5 separate regions of the Sus scrofa genome follow, and regions 1, 3, 4 and 5 are each linked to region 2. The links are chromatin contacts, called in public HiChIP or PLAC-seq maps. All regions are on one chromosome and are shown on one strand. The core of a region is the stretch at or near the end of the contact, and the rest is flanking DNA. Distances in the headings are between cores, read along the strand shown.

Evidence for each region. HiChIP or PLAC-seq counts read pairs in DNA pulled down with a chosen protein or histone mark.
Region 1: a contact with region 2 is called in an H3K27ac HiChIP or PLAC-seq map of alveolar macrophages. The contact joins the promoter of SRP68 here to the promoter of UNK in region 2. A contact is called at or near these places in 1 of 5 promoter capture datasets (liver) and 1 of 2 datasets of contacts at active chromatin or transcription factors (alveolar macrophages).
Region 3: a contact with region 2 is called in an H3K27ac HiChIP or PLAC-seq map of alveolar macrophages. The contact joins the promoter of GRB2 here to the promoter of UNK in region 2. A contact is called at or near these places in 3 of 47 Hi-C or Micro-C datasets (epiblast stem cells, heart right ventricle and liver) and 1 of 2 datasets of contacts at active chromatin or transcription factors (alveolar macrophages).
Region 4: a contact with region 2 is called in an H3K27ac HiChIP or PLAC-seq map of alveolar macrophages. The contact joins the promoter of MRPS7 here to the promoter of UNK in region 2. A contact is called at or near these places in 1 of 5 promoter capture datasets (fetal liver) and 1 of 2 datasets of contacts at active chromatin or transcription factors (alveolar macrophages).
Region 5: a contact with region 2 is called in an H3K27ac HiChIP or PLAC-seq map of alveolar macrophages. The contact joins the promoter of RNF157 here to the promoter of UNK in region 2. A contact is called at or near these places in 1 of 5 promoter capture datasets (fetal liver), 3 of 47 Hi-C or Micro-C datasets (embryonic fibroblasts, liver and skeletal muscle) and 1 of 2 datasets of contacts at active chromatin or transcription factors (alveolar macrophages).

What each region holds. Positions count from the first base shown.
Region 1 is chr12:5,366,866-5,369,624 of Sscrofa11.1, forward strand. It overlaps SRP68 (signal recognition particle subunit SRP68), which reads left to right and starts at 1,489. Exons shown (of 16, transcript XM_005653867.3): 1 at 1,489-1,694. The coding sequence starts at 1,523.
Region 2 is chr12:5,626,971-5,629,670 of Sscrofa11.1, forward strand. It overlaps UNK (RING finger protein unkempt homolog), which reads right to left and starts at 1,279. Exons shown (of 15, transcript XM_021066619.1): 1 at 1,075-1,279. The coding sequence starts at 1,178.
Region 3 is chr12:5,939,240-5,942,071 of Sscrofa11.1, forward strand. It overlaps GRB2 (growth factor receptor bound protein 2), which reads left to right and starts at 1,484. Exons shown (of 6, transcript NM_001137628.1): 1 at 1,484-1,614.
Region 4 is chr12:6,054,228-6,056,927 of Sscrofa11.1, forward strand. MRPS7 (28S ribosomal protein S7, mitochondrial) reads right to left here and starts at 1,442. Exons shown (of 5, transcript XM_003131206.5): 1 at 1,106-1,442; 2 at 399-590; 3 at 220-283. The coding sequence starts at 1,188. It overlaps GGA3 (ADP-ribosylation factor-binding protein GGA3), which reads left to right. Exons shown (of 18, transcript XM_021066652.1): 2 at 1-1,540. The coding sequence starts at 1,501.
Region 5 is chr12:5,224,614-5,227,313 of Sscrofa11.1, forward strand. It overlaps RNF157 (RING finger protein 157), which reads left to right and starts at 1,365. Exons shown (of 19, transcript XM_003357958.4): 1 at 1,365-1,613. The coding sequence starts at 1,526.

The DNA.
Region 1 (2,759 bases), core at 239-2,738, 260 kb before region 2:
TTTTCTTTTCTTTGGCCATGCCCAGGGCATGTGGAATTTCCTAGGCCGGGGATCTAACCCTTGGCACAGCAGCAACCTGAGCCACTGCAGGGACAAATCCAGGTCCTTAGCCTGCTGAATGCAAGGGAACTCCATGGCTTTTCTCATTTAGTATAATGTTTTAGAGATTCACCACATGCAGCATGTATTAGTACTTTACTCCTTTCTTTTTTTTTTTTTTTTTTTTTTTGTCTTTTTGTCTTTTGTTGTTGCTATTTCTTGGGCCGCTCCTGCGGCATATGGAGGTTCCCAGGCTAGGGGTTGAATCTGAGCTGTAGCCACCGGCCTACGCCAGAGCCACAGCAACGCGGGATCCGAGCCGCGTCTGCAACCTACACCACAGCTCACGGCAACGCCGGATCGTTAACCCACTGAGCAAGGGCAGGGACCGAACCCGCAACCTCATGGTTCCTAGTCGGATTCGTTAACCACTGCACCACGACGGGAACTCCCCTTTACTCCTTTCTATGGCCAAGTAAGATTCCATTGTATGACGTGCCATTCTATTTATCCCTACATTTGTTGATGGACATTTATTTATTTATTTTTGTCTTTTTAGGGCCGCACCCGTGGCACATGGAGGTTCCCAGGCTAGGGCCTACACCACAGCCACAGCTAGGCTAGATCTGAGCTGTGTCTGTGAACTATACCACAGCTCATGGCAACGGCGCATCCTTAACCCACTGAGCAAGGCCAGGGATCAAACTGGCAACAACTATTCTACTTCCTATGAATTTAACTACATTATAGATACCTCACATAAATAGAATATTACCCTTTTTTGTAACCGGCTTAGTTAGCACAATATTTTCAAGCTTCAAACGTGTTGTAGCACGTGTAGAATTTCCTTCCTTTTTAAGGCTGAATTAGTATTCCATTGTACAGATAGAAGACATTTTGTTTATCCCTTGAGTGTCACTGGGTTGCTTCCAGGGAAGGGTACAGCTCCCCATTTGCTTGAGAAAGCTCCTGCATTGTGGTCAGCTCCAGAGGAAGGCGCAGACAGAGGCGGTTCCCTCTCGGGAGGAGTACTGAGGAGTAGTTAGTGCGGAAGGGTGGGAACCCCATCTCCCAAGTGCCCGGGGAGGGAGACACTCCAGAAATCAAATGTCTTAGCCAACTGCCTTCCTTTGTGCGCAGAACGGGAGCCGGATCCCCCATGCAGGGATGTAGGAATTGGGAGGCCATCCCTCGGTCCTCCCTCCACCCTTGGTGGACGGGAAATGGGATGGTCACCAGAAGACGTCAGAAGCTACGGCCTGCCTGCGCCTCCGGACCCAGCAGCCTAGCCCGCCGCCAATGGAGCATGGGAATCGGAGCCCATGCGCAGGCGCACTCCAACAAGTGGCCGCTGCCTGAGGGCAGGACGGGCGGCGGCGGAGTCCGCCGCTATCCCATCAGCCCGTCCGCGCCTGTCCCGCTCTCTCCTTCCCGGGTCGTCCCGCCTCCTCTATCCCAGCCTGCTCTGCGGCGCGGGGGCAAGATGGCTGCTGAGAAACAGGTTCCTGGAGGCGGAGGCGGCAGCAGCGGCGGCGGCGGTGGTGGCAGTAGCGGTGGTGGACGCGGTGCCGGAGGAGAGGAAAATAAGGAAAATGAACGGCCTTCAGCCGGGTCGAAGGCAAACAAAGAATTCGGGGATAGCCTGAGTTTGGAGAGTATCCTACAGTAATTGGGCCTAACTCGTAATGACTACGTGTCGTTCTGGCGGGTCGGGGGCGGGAGATGCGGCGGGTCCCGGCGCACCCTGGGCAGGAGAGGCCGAGGGCTGTAGTTACTCTCGCCCCTATTTTTTTGACACCTAGGGTTCTAGGGTCTGTGTTTCGACTGGCTTTTTCTCGCATCTCCTTTGCCTTCTAGTCTGGGGAATTTCCTCTTCTTTCAGGTGGCACTGGAATCTTGAGCAGTTTTCTGCAGTTTTCCTGCAGTTGTCCAGGTGGAGGACTGGTGACAGGGCTGACACTGTGGCCACCCTGGTGAACTACTGGCTTGGCACCTTGGGTCACTGCGCTGGGCAGAGGAAACTGCAGTCTTGGCCTTTTTGTCTTAATGCTTCTGTCTGACAACCGTCGGAGAGTGGATAATGAAAGTTACAGTTTGATGCTCTGGAAGTGGAAGCAAAGGCTGACTGTTCTGAGGAAAAGCGTATTGCCCATTTTGAATATAAATCATCGTAGATTTCTAGCAGTACTTGGATAGCTTTCTTGATAGGTCTGTAGGCGTTTTATCTTGGTGAGAGTCATTGAGATGAGCTGGAGGAATTGGTTTCTGGTTTTATCAGAGTGTGTCACAATTAAGTGCTTATGCGTCTGATTTGTGGCTTTTTGAAGTGGATAAATGGTTAAGAAATTGTAGGTGAATTTCTGAAATTACACATATGGCTTGACATCTTTTGGGGAATTGGAGTTTTGCTTTTTGAACTGGTAGTATATACTTCAGTTAGAATGCCTTGATTTTGCTGCAAACCTTCTATCTCCTTGTCACATCAGTGACTGAAAATAGTCCTTTTATTGTTCAGTACTTGAAAATACACCTATAGAGAAGCATCGAGGAGACTTTGAAATGAAACTAAAATTGTAGGCAAAGGTCATTGGATTTCCTAAGTTTGGGACATAAAGTAATTTCAGATTTTTTAAAAGGAAAGTTTGGTCAGGGCTTTTTCTTTTAAAAGGAAAATCTAGTATTCAATGCATACCGTGGCCTCCTTTGGTTGGCCTGTGCTC
Region 2 (2,700 bases), core at 29-2,528:
ACACTTCCTTAAACCCTCTTTGCCTTATTCCAGAAGAGTTTCCCACTCACAGAGTCTGACTTCTGTGAGTGACGAACGAGAGCTCCCCTGTGGACTTCTAGTTCTTTCTATTCCAACACACGCTTCTTGCTCTGGGTCACCAGACAGCATTACTGTGTGCCCCTTAACGGTTGTTCAACTCCCACATTCCAAATCTCCGGCCAGATTGAGGTACACTTGGGGATCCTTCCAAACATGCACACATTTTGGCAGCCCAAGGAGATGCGAGGCAAAGAGCATCAGGGAAAATGGAAACCCAACATTCTGCTTAAAGGGAGGGTCTGCCTTCTTCACCTTTCTTTCTCATCAAGTACCTAGCACTAGGGAGTTGCTTGAAGTGCCCTGAAAGGAAATAAAAAGACGAAAGGGACCTACATTTAGACACAAGCAGATTCCCAGGAAGAGGTTTTCCATCTTACTGGACTCTTGCAGTGTCAGCATTTGGGGGTCCCTCTGAGGCCACAGCTGGGTTGGGCCTGAGAACATATTCGGACCCCATCACCTTCGGGATCCCTGACTTGGCCTGGGTCAAATGTTTTTAAGTAAATTCCAGCCAAAGTGGACAACACTTGGGCCTTAGGGACGCACAAGGCCTCCTGTGCACAGAACACAGGTCGCCTAACAGAACTTCACGCTAGTGGTCATTCATAGGCCGTTCTAGGGCTGGCCCCTTAGGAACGCATCCTGGTCGCGTCTTGGACTTCTTATCCCCCCCGAGAGTGCCTGGGACTGTGGTTTTATGGCCTGAGAACCAGTTAGGCCTCGAAGGCCAGGCCTGAGATGTGTGCACTCTGCGCCGCGAGCTCCCTCCTTCCCCACTTGCGGCGGGACTGGGTTTCCCGCCCCACAGCCCGACCAAAGGTTGGTGGCAGTTGGAGGCAGTTGGGACCGGCCCTAGCAGGTTGGAACCGGTCTGGGCCGGGACGGAGGAAAGGGGGGAGGGAGAGGCCGCCTCGCGCTCTCCCTGCGCGCGTGACTCACGCTGGCCGCTGACGTCAGGCGTGCGCGCGCGGCGGGGGGGGGGGCTCTACGTACGTGTAGTGCTGCGGTTTCTCGGGCTGTGCCTGCAGCACCTGAGCGGTAGCGGCCGGGGGCGCCGAGGAAGCTGCGGAGCCGCCGGGCCCGGGGCCCTTCGACATGGTCCTGTCTTCCTGCCTCTTCGCCGCTCCCCTTTTATTATTCAGTCTGCGCGGTCCGCGCCGAGGCACTAGTGCGCCTGCGCCGCGCCACGAGAACGTGAAGACCCCCCGCACGGCAGCGAGGGTTGCTGGGAGTTGTAGTCCTGGGTCAGGCTGGAATTTTACCGTCCGCCGAGGGTTGCTGCCAAAGGAACGGACCACAATACCCAGAGAGCCTTGCAGACGGTATCCCGGATGCTGAGGGCCCGAGACGGTTTCTGGGGATTGCAGTCTCGCCCTGTCTCTCCTTAACAGCCGGTTTCCCCGTTCGTGGGGGAACCTTTGCCTGAAACTGGAGCACCTGGAGTAGAAGAGGCCCAGAGCTAGGGAGGGCTTAACGACTGCAGTGAAACAGTTCCAAGTGTAATTCCACGGCCAACAGTGTAATAATTATCTCGCCTCCATACTTAGCAAAGCTTGGGCTCGGTTCTGATGCCGCCCTGAGCAATGGGCCTTTGAGCTTCAGGCACCTGGACTCTGCCAACATCCTCGCTCGTTCAGCGGGAACAAGCTGAAAATCATAAGGGAAAGTCGGCCTGCTGGAAGTCAGCGTGAGAAAGCTCTGCTAACGAAGAGCTACACAACCCAGTACTCTGTTCCTGCGCCTTTGCTCAGGCGCTCCATACACCTTTACGAGCTCTGAAACCTGGAACTCCACGGTTTCAGTCCTTTCTCAGCTCGACACTTGGCCTGACCAATTTGTTTCCAGTACGTTAAGGGCCAAGGACGAACTTAATCTCCATCTAGCATAGTCTCAGGTGCACTGGCAAGTTGCAGGGGGCTTCGAGAAGCATCACAGTGTCCAGAGGAAGGGCCTGGGTTTGAGTCAGGAGTGCGATTTATTATAATTTACCCTAGTTTCCTGCTCTGAATGCCAGCCTTTCTACTTGGGAAAATGTCTCCTCCCCGCTTCCCTCCAGTCAGATGAAGTTCTTCATAGATACTTGAAACTTACCATCTTAACTTTGTTTTCCTTATTTAATCTATTTAAAGACATTGTTTTAAAGACTGATTTGTATCTTATTAAGTAACATTAACTCATGCTAATCTCGTAAAAGAAACACATTCCCAGTAACCTTAGGGGCAAAGCAGGAAGGGGTGAATGTAAAAGTGTTAATATGCAGGACTGACACATGCCTATTTTATTTAGTTCCAAGTAACCACATCAGAAGCCAAATTGTCAGCCTACAAAGCTGAGAAACGAGTATTTCTTAAACAGGCCAAATCAATTGTTTCACCACTAGGGGCGTTTGAAGATGAAAAATTCCAAAAGGAGAAACAAGTTGAGGTGTATTGCTTTAATCCTATTAAATGCAGATAATTGGCTTATCTGTTATTCCCCCCACCCCACCCCACCCCGAATACCCAAGTGTGATTTGAATGGAGAAAGATAGTTCAGACGGCTGGATTTTAAATGTGTGTGTACCATGAACTTCAGAATAAGAGTGTACGGGTAGAATTGGGAGATGATATCATCCAAGCT
Region 3 (2,832 bases), core at 234-2,733, 310 kb after region 2:
TGGTGAAAGAATAATTCATACTCTTTATTTCAACGGGCTTGTTTTCTTCAGGGAATCATGTTTTGTTTTGTTTGTCTTTTTGGCCTTTCTAGGGCCCAGGCTAGGGGTCCAATCAGAGCTGTAGCTGCCGGCCTACGCCAGAACCACAGCAATGCGGGATCTGAGCCGCGTCTGCGACCTACACCACAGCTCACGACAACGCCAGATCCCCAACCCACTGAGCAAGGCCAGGGATCGAACCCGCAGCCTCATGGTTCCTAGTCAGATTCATTCACCACTGTGCCAGGACAGGAACTCCCACGTTTCTTAATTTTTATATCTTGCTCTTTTGGTGGCTTCCGGAATTCACATCACCGTCAGATGCTCTGTTCTCTCCTTTGATTGGGACTGAAAAATAAGAGTTACTCCTCCAAGCCTCATCTTCTGCCACTACCAGGTAACTCACCCCGCCTCATACAGGAATCAAACTACTTCGCGTTGCAGGGAACACGATGCCCACGCCTCCGTTCCCTCGTACGTGCGTGCTGTTCCCTTTGCCTGGAATGCCCTTGCAATGGCTTCTCTGGCAAACTCCTACTCATCCTCCAAGACAGCTCAGATAACGCCACAGCGTTCTCCGAGAACGCTTTTCTGAGATGGGAGGAGCGGCGACCCCTCGCCTCTCCTCAGCCTTCTCCAAATAATTCTGACCGTACTTATGGTATTATTTGTTCTTTCCCTCCTATAGATCTTGAATTCGTTTCTGTGCAGAAAGGGCCCGGATTTCTGTTCTTAGTTGGACCCTCTATACTTGACACAGTGCTTAGAATGTACTAGGCACTTGGTTCAATCGATGAGCGAACGAATATGTTCATTCACCTAACGCAGCAGAGTTTGTTTGGACCAGATTCTCAAATATTTCCAGACCTGATCCTCTATTTGGCTTGCTTCACGTGGGAGGGAGATTCCCCCCCAACCCCGCCAAACTGGGTTGGTGGAAGGGGAAAACGAAGTGATTAGGGTGTGCATAAAAGTCCTTTCTTGGCTGGGGGAAAAATGTAATTGTAATGTATACATGTAAGGATAACCTGACCCCCTTGCTGTACAGTGGAGAAATAAAAAAAAAATAAGTTGATATCGGCCATCAAAAGTAATATGACAATTGAATCATGCAAATGTGGGGCATAAAAAAAAAAAAGTCCTTTCTTTCGGAGGTGAGTTGTAATTGACCCGCTCTGGCACCGAAAGGGTTACGGCGACCCAGGGGTGGAGCCCTGTCGGTGCCACCTGCTGCGGGGCGGCCTGGCGCCTGCGCTCTGGCCTGTAGCTGATCTACCTGCGGGGGGCCTGGCGGAGGAGGAGCGCTTGCGCTCTGGGCCTTTTCCGCCGGGGGAAGTCTCGCGGGGGCGGGGCGGGGCGGGGCCGCACAGGGAAGTTCTCGCGGGACCCCGACCAGGAGCGGAAGCGAGGCGGCTGTGCTGCTTCAGCTACCGGACCGCGGCGGCGACGACGAAGACTGTGGCGGTGACGGCGGCGAGAATAGGCGCTGCCCTCGGGGAGCAGCAGAGGGGTCTGCGGCCGCTCGCACCGCTGCAGAGGGGCCGGCCGGGCGTGGAGCGGAGCAGCTGCGCCACGGTGAGTGTGGCTGGCGGCGACGGCGCTGCTCGCGTGCTGCTTCCTCCCCGCTTCGTCGCGGGAGTCGGCCCCGGGGGACCGGGCCCAGGGTACCGTGGGCTGCCGGGCCTGGGGGTCGGGAGTGCGAGGCTCCGGGCGGGGAGCGGAGCGCCCGGGCTCCGGGCTCCATGTTTCCCCTTTTGGGGCGCTTCCTTCCCGGGGACCGTCCTCTCAGTACCCTTGGCTTGGAACAGAGCCCTGGACGAGAGGCTGGGGGCTCCTGATTTAATTTTATGCTTTCTTCGTGAAGGTTTGCACAGGGGGGACCCGGAGAAGCCCGAGAACACAGGGTAATCATTCTGTGAGTCAGTGTGACTTGGCCCGGGAGGCGGGGGATTCGAGGCGGGTTGCAAATATGGTGATTGATGCTCCTTCGACCTATACGGCCACCACGTCACCAACTCCTGGTGTTTGGGGGCCGAATTTTGGGAGGAAACCCACCAACCCTATTAATACTGTGAGCGAGGACGTTTGTTACCGGAGCCAGTAGAAATACCTTTACTTTTATTGCGCTTTTTTTTTTTTTTTGACTGCTTCCCTAAAAACATTTGTTAAGAAAAGTAAGCAGCAGTTAATCGGAATGCTCCGAAGAAAGATTTCCGTGATCGAGGGCAGAGAATCGCTGGCACTTTTCATTTGCAGCTCTCTCTGTGTATAGGATTGTAAAGCCATGCTAGTTAACAGCTTATTTAGGGAGTTCACCTAGGCTGGCTTCAGATGCAGCAAAAGTATACTTTGCAGAAGAGCCGAAGTGCCCTCGCGGGTTCTGTCTTTTGCTACTCTTGAGTCTCAGAAGAGGGTGGAAAAGAAAGGCGCACTAGAGAAATTCGCTTTAGTCTTCTGGGCTTTCTAGTCCCTCTGTTCACTTTGCACTCCACAGTTGCTGCCTTTCTAAACTTCTCCCTTGTCTTCTGCGGCCACGAAATGCTTACTCCGTATAATGCAAGTCACTTGCCCCCTCCCCCCTTTTAGTCTAATCTACTTCCCCTTCCTCCTTATTGTCCCTTTTGGCATAATTTTTTGAGGTTTCTGCTCTTTCGCCCGTTCGTTTTTCTCCCTCATTTAAAGATTCCGTTTCTCTCCCGGAAAGATGATGCCCTCTTCCCTGCTTTATCCTTTGCTGTGAAGCGTCCACTGTGTTTCTTCAGTCAGCCAGAAGGGTTGCTAGAGAGCTGTGCG
Region 4 (2,700 bases), core at 192-2,691, 430 kb after region 2:
CTCTTCCCTGGACCAGGAAAGAAAGAGTGGGCTAAGATTTGGGATATGGGGATGAGGAATGGTAGCTGTTGACTCCTGCAGGACTTCATTAAAGCCCCACTCCCACACATGCATACAGGGAAGTTAATTTCAACGACAGCTACAGAATCCGTTTTTTTTTCATGCTAAAACGAAAGAGCCAAGTACAAAGCTACGGGGAAAAGCAGAGGGACTGTTTACCTGTGTCATGAGGGATCTGGCCAGTACTTTGTTTCCTCCTTTCATCATCATGTTGGTGAATTTACTTCAAGGAGAAAAGCAACATGTTTAGCCTCTCAAGGCCGTGTCAGGGAATCCTTACTATAGACCCTCCCTGGTAAAGTCCCGGTCCTTGGAAAAAAACTTTGTTTCCTTCTAACCTGATCACCGGGTCTTCAAACACAGAACTTGTTTTGGTCGCGGGGGCGGCTTTGATAAGTTGCGTCTTCTTGAAATCCCGCTCATACTTCTCCTCCTCCGTCTGCTCCGCCAACGGCTTGCGGTAATATTCCTTGTCAATCTGGGGATCCTTGTATTCAGGACCATAGCGGCTCCACCTCACCTGGGTTAGCCTGGAGGCGGGGAAGAGGAAGAGGAGGGCAAAAGCTGACTCCACAAGTGAAATAGCTTGACTTAACAATAGGCAAGGGTGCCAATCCGCCGACGAGTGAGAGCGGCGCGGAGACCGCTAGCCAAAGGTGAACCCCGATAATTCTGGTTCCCGTCCCAAGCAGGAGGAGAACTTTCCCCCAAACAGGCCAGGAAGTGCCAACGGTAAGGACGGGCCTGAAACTCGGGATAGGCGCCCCGCCTATGCATCTCTCCCCCTCCCTTCCAACAAAGAAAATCCCAGCTCTGCGTTCTTTAACAGGATCGCACTTTCGGCGCTAAGTTAGAACCCCTCGAGCGGGCGGGAAGTCACTATGTCTTCAGACTGACCCAAAATCACCCTGCTGGTTAAAGAGCCATGGAGCCGGACATCCCAGCCCCCTGGTTCCCGCGCGGCCTGTCTACGGCCCCTCTTCCTTTCCAGCAGGTCTCTCCGTGAAGACCCAAACGGCCTCCCAGCTACAGGCTGCCCTCTCACCCTGGAAACCGGAGGACGGCAATCCGCACGCCCAAGGCCGAGCACGACCACCCTCGCGCAGCCTTCACCGCGGGGGCAGCCATCTTGGCTGGCCACGAGGACCCCACAGAGACTGCCCTCGGTGCGCCTGAGCTGGTGACAGAAGTCCGGGAAAGGCTGCACAGGCTCCTAAACCTGGGCTTCACCCTATGGGGGCCTTAAGAGTCTCTCACACCGGGGTCTAAGGTGAAGAGTCAAAAGGAAACATTCGCGCTCCCATTATTCGCCGCAGCCTGGCGCAACCCTCGGTGGCGGCGCTCTCTCTTCTCAGGGCCCTATGCAGGCCCCGCCCCAGCTCAGCTCTTGCAGGTTCTCGCGAGGTTTGAGGCCGCGGGGCCGGCCCGGGCGGCTGCAATATGGCGGAGGCGGAAGGGGAGAGCCTGGAGTCCTGGCTGAGTGAGTAGCCCCGGTCGCTTGTGCCTGCCCTCAAGCCGCCGAGCCGCCCCTCTCCACACCCTTCTGCCCCTTCCCCGGGCCCCGCGGTGGCGCTGCATGGCAGCTGCGGCAGGCATCGCCTGCTCTGGGAGCGTCTCGCGATCACGCCCCTTCCCCGTCAGGACGCCCGGGCTCCTGCACCCTGTGCTGCGGCGCCTGCTCCCGCTTCCGCGCGCCGCGGCGTGAGCTCGGGTCCGGTCCGGGCCTCCTGGGCTTCGAGAAAGCTACAGCCAAGTGCTTCGGGCTGACAGGCATCCGGCGCTTTGGGGCAGCTGTGGTGGGGACGCGCGCGGCTTTTGACTCTGGGAACCCCTGCGCCTTCCTGACCAAGGGAAAAGCTCCGGATTTGGGCTGAAGCTTCGGAAGCGGCGGTGCCGATGAGCAAGCATAGCTTCAGAATTGTGAACCTGTATTCGAGGAGAAGTGACCTCCTCGCGCAGGCTGAATGTTTGAAGTGAGAATCTAAAGTGAGAGAGAAAACAGGGCTTTACCTTTTTCCTGCAGTGACCAAAATATGGTGAAAGCTGTGTTCCCCACCCCCGCCCTGCATATCTTAAGGAGTCCTTCGTTGATAACCTATACTGAGCAAACCTGAGAGGCGCTGCCTGATGCTGTAATTATAGCGGCCTATTGCTATGATTGCTAATGCATATTGCTGTTAAAGAAATAACGGTTTAACTCTAGCAGGTAGTATTTGGCTCAAGGGTTAATATTATTTTATCTGTGGGTTAGAGGAGGCACCTGGAGGTCTCTTTCAGTGAAGACAAATTGAACAGGGTGATAAGGCAGCAGGCTAGATGCTTAGACAGTGCCTTGTGCGGAGATCTGTTATTTACTAGAGCCTCCAGGCTCTTGGAGGTGATGGCTCTTTCCTCCAATTGCCTGACTTTTCTTTTTTTCTTTTTGGCCGACCCGCGGCACATGGGGATCCCAGGCCAGGGATCAGATACGAGCCACAGCCAAGAGCCACAGCTGCGGCAACACCGGTTCCTTAACCCACTGTGCTGGGGATCCAACCGGTGTCCCACCGCTCCCAAGACACCACTGATGCCATTGTGCCAGAGCGGGAGCTCCTTGCCTGCCTTTACTTAATAAAACCCTGTTCAGGTGATTGAACTTAG
Region 5 (2,700 bases), core at 115-2,614, 400 kb before region 2:
ACCTGTGCTGCAGCTTGGGGCAACACCAGATCCTTAACCCACTGAGCGAGGCCAGGGATTGAACCTGTATCCTGTGGATACTAGTTTTTACTACTGAACCACAATGGGAACTCCATGGGAGTTGGTATCTTTGCTACTAGGTATGAAGCTGAAAAGAGGGCAATGAAAAATATGAAAGGGAGTTTCCTTTGTGGCTCAGGGGGTTAAGGACCCATTGTTGCCGATGTGAGGATGCAGGTTTGACCCCTGGCCTCGCTCAGTGGGTTAAGGATCTAGAGTTGCCTTGGCCTTGGCATAGACCTCAGCTGCAGCTCCTATTTGACCCCTAGGCCGGGAACTCAAATATGCCACAGGTGCGGCTGTTAAAAACAAGAAAAACACAGAGAATCATCAGGAAAGATGCTCTATGGATGGCTTTAAAAGCTTAATCAAGGGACCTTGACTCCCCAAACTGTACTTGGAACCCCTTGCTGAAAGGTTGCTGAAACCACGTTCTTGAAATTGAAGTTTTCGCAGATCAGTTTACTCTCTCAGGAAAAAGCCCGCCAAAACAGAAATAGCATAAAGGGTTTAAAACACAAATGTCTGCAATTAGGTTTAGAATGAGGTCTTCTGCCTGCCCAGGTGTTCCACGGTTGGTGTGCTCTGGCCCCACTCCAGTTCCCCTGCATTAACGCCCTTCTTCCCAAAGTTTCCCAAAGGTGCGGTCCGAGGGGCCTTGTCTCCTTCTCCTCTTGGGCCGATGGTCTCCCAACTTCAGGGTTACAGGAGCTGCCCAAGGGACCCGTAAACAGAACAAGCATAGAGCTCGGCGCCTTGAAAGGAACTAGGTGAGAGGGATGGCGACGTTTTCCTGGAGGGTCACCGGCACTGACCAGTCTACCCGACCCCTGGGAGCCCCTGAGGGGCTGAGGCGCTCGGGGCGGGAACCCACCCCCACTGCCCGCCTGGGAGGCGGAGGGCGCCCCTCTGCGGGTTTGTGACCATCGGCTTTGGCACATGTCGAGGGACGGGGCTGGAGAGAGCCTCCGCCAGGCGGGGAAGCCGCGTGCGCCTTTCGGATGCTGGGGACCAGGGTGCGCGAACGCCCCTCGAGGAGGCGGCTCCCGCGAGGCCGCCGGAACCGCGCCAGCGGGCTCCGGGGGCGCCGCGTCCTCGGCCCCTCCAGCCCTCGCCGCGCGCCCGGCCGCCGCTCCGCCGCGTCCCGCCGCCCATTGGCTGGCGCCGCGCGGACCCTCCCGCCCCGCCCCGCCATTGGCCGTGGCCGCCGCGGTCCCCGCGCGCGAGCCGCCGCTGACATCACGCGGCCTGAGGCGGCGGCGGCGCCCCCGGCCCAGCCCGCAGCCCCCCTCGGCACAGGCGCCGCCGCGGGGCCCGGCGGAGGATGGTGCGCGGCGCGCCGGGGGCTCCCCGCCGCCAGAGCCGCAGCGCCGAGGCCGAGCGGGCCGCGGCGGGCAGCCGACCCCCGCAGCCGGCGCGGGGCAAGCGGCCGCGGTGAGGCGCGGGCGGCGCGGGCGCAGCGGCCATGGGGGCCCTGACCAGCCGGCAGCACGCGGGCGTCGAGGAGGTGGACATCCCGTCCAATTCCGTGTACCGCTACCCGCCCAAGTCCGGTGAGCGCGGCCCGGGGCTGGGAGGAGGTCGCGAGGCTCCCGCACCGGGACGCCGGGGGGCCGGCGGGCCCAGGGGCCGACGGCGCTGCAGTGCGATCTTGGAGGGTGGGATGTCTAGCAGGAGGCCTGGAGCGGTGCTTTAGGGCCCGGGGCGGTCGCGAGGGTGGGCAGCCCCTCCGCCGGGGGACGCGGGCGGCCCGGACGCAATGCGTCCTGTGACAGAGACGTGCGCTGGGGAGACTGCGGCTCCCGAGGGGCGGGGTGCCTCGTTGCAGGCCAGGTCCCCGCCGTCCGCAGCACGGAGTCCGCTCCTTCCCGCCCGGGTCCCCGTTCCCCTCGGGGGGCTGCGGGTTGGGGGAGGCGGGCTCGGCGTCCGAAGCAGGCACCTGTGCTGGGTGCTGGCACAGGTCAGCACATCCAGGCCTCCGGTGAGGGAGGGACAGGCGCAGGTTTGAATGAGGTTTCTCCAGGGAAAGCTGCCACTGCCTGCTGGAGGGTGGAGGCCGAAAATGCCTTTTCCGTGGTGCTGATGCTTTTCGAGAGGCTGTCGGAAGAACAAGGGTGTCGAACAGAAATATTGGGGGCTCTACGTAGCAGAGTCACTCGGGTTGTTACTTGGCTGGAGGAGTGACAAGCCTGCTTTTTGGAATGAGGATGGCTCTGGGACAGGGCACAGCTATTTAAAATGTAGAGAAGGATTCTCTTTGTTTTTAGAATCATTAAAGGGATAAATGTCTCAGCCTCTGGTTTGTAGCATAAATATTGGAGCTGGGGGAGGATTTTGACAGCACAAGAGGATCACATCAAGGACTTACTGTGTCGTACAGGGAACTTGACTCAGGATTTTGTAATAACCTTTAAGGGAAAAGATTCTGGAAAAAATATATATACATATATTATTAAACTATATGTATATCTATATTATATCTATATAAAATCGAACCACTGCTGTACACCTGAAACTAACACGATATTGTAAATCAATTATACTTCAATTTAAAAGTTAAAAACATTGAAGAATAACTAAAAACAAAAAAGAGAAGAAAAGAACTAGCCAATTCCGAACTGCTGGCACATGACCTAACTC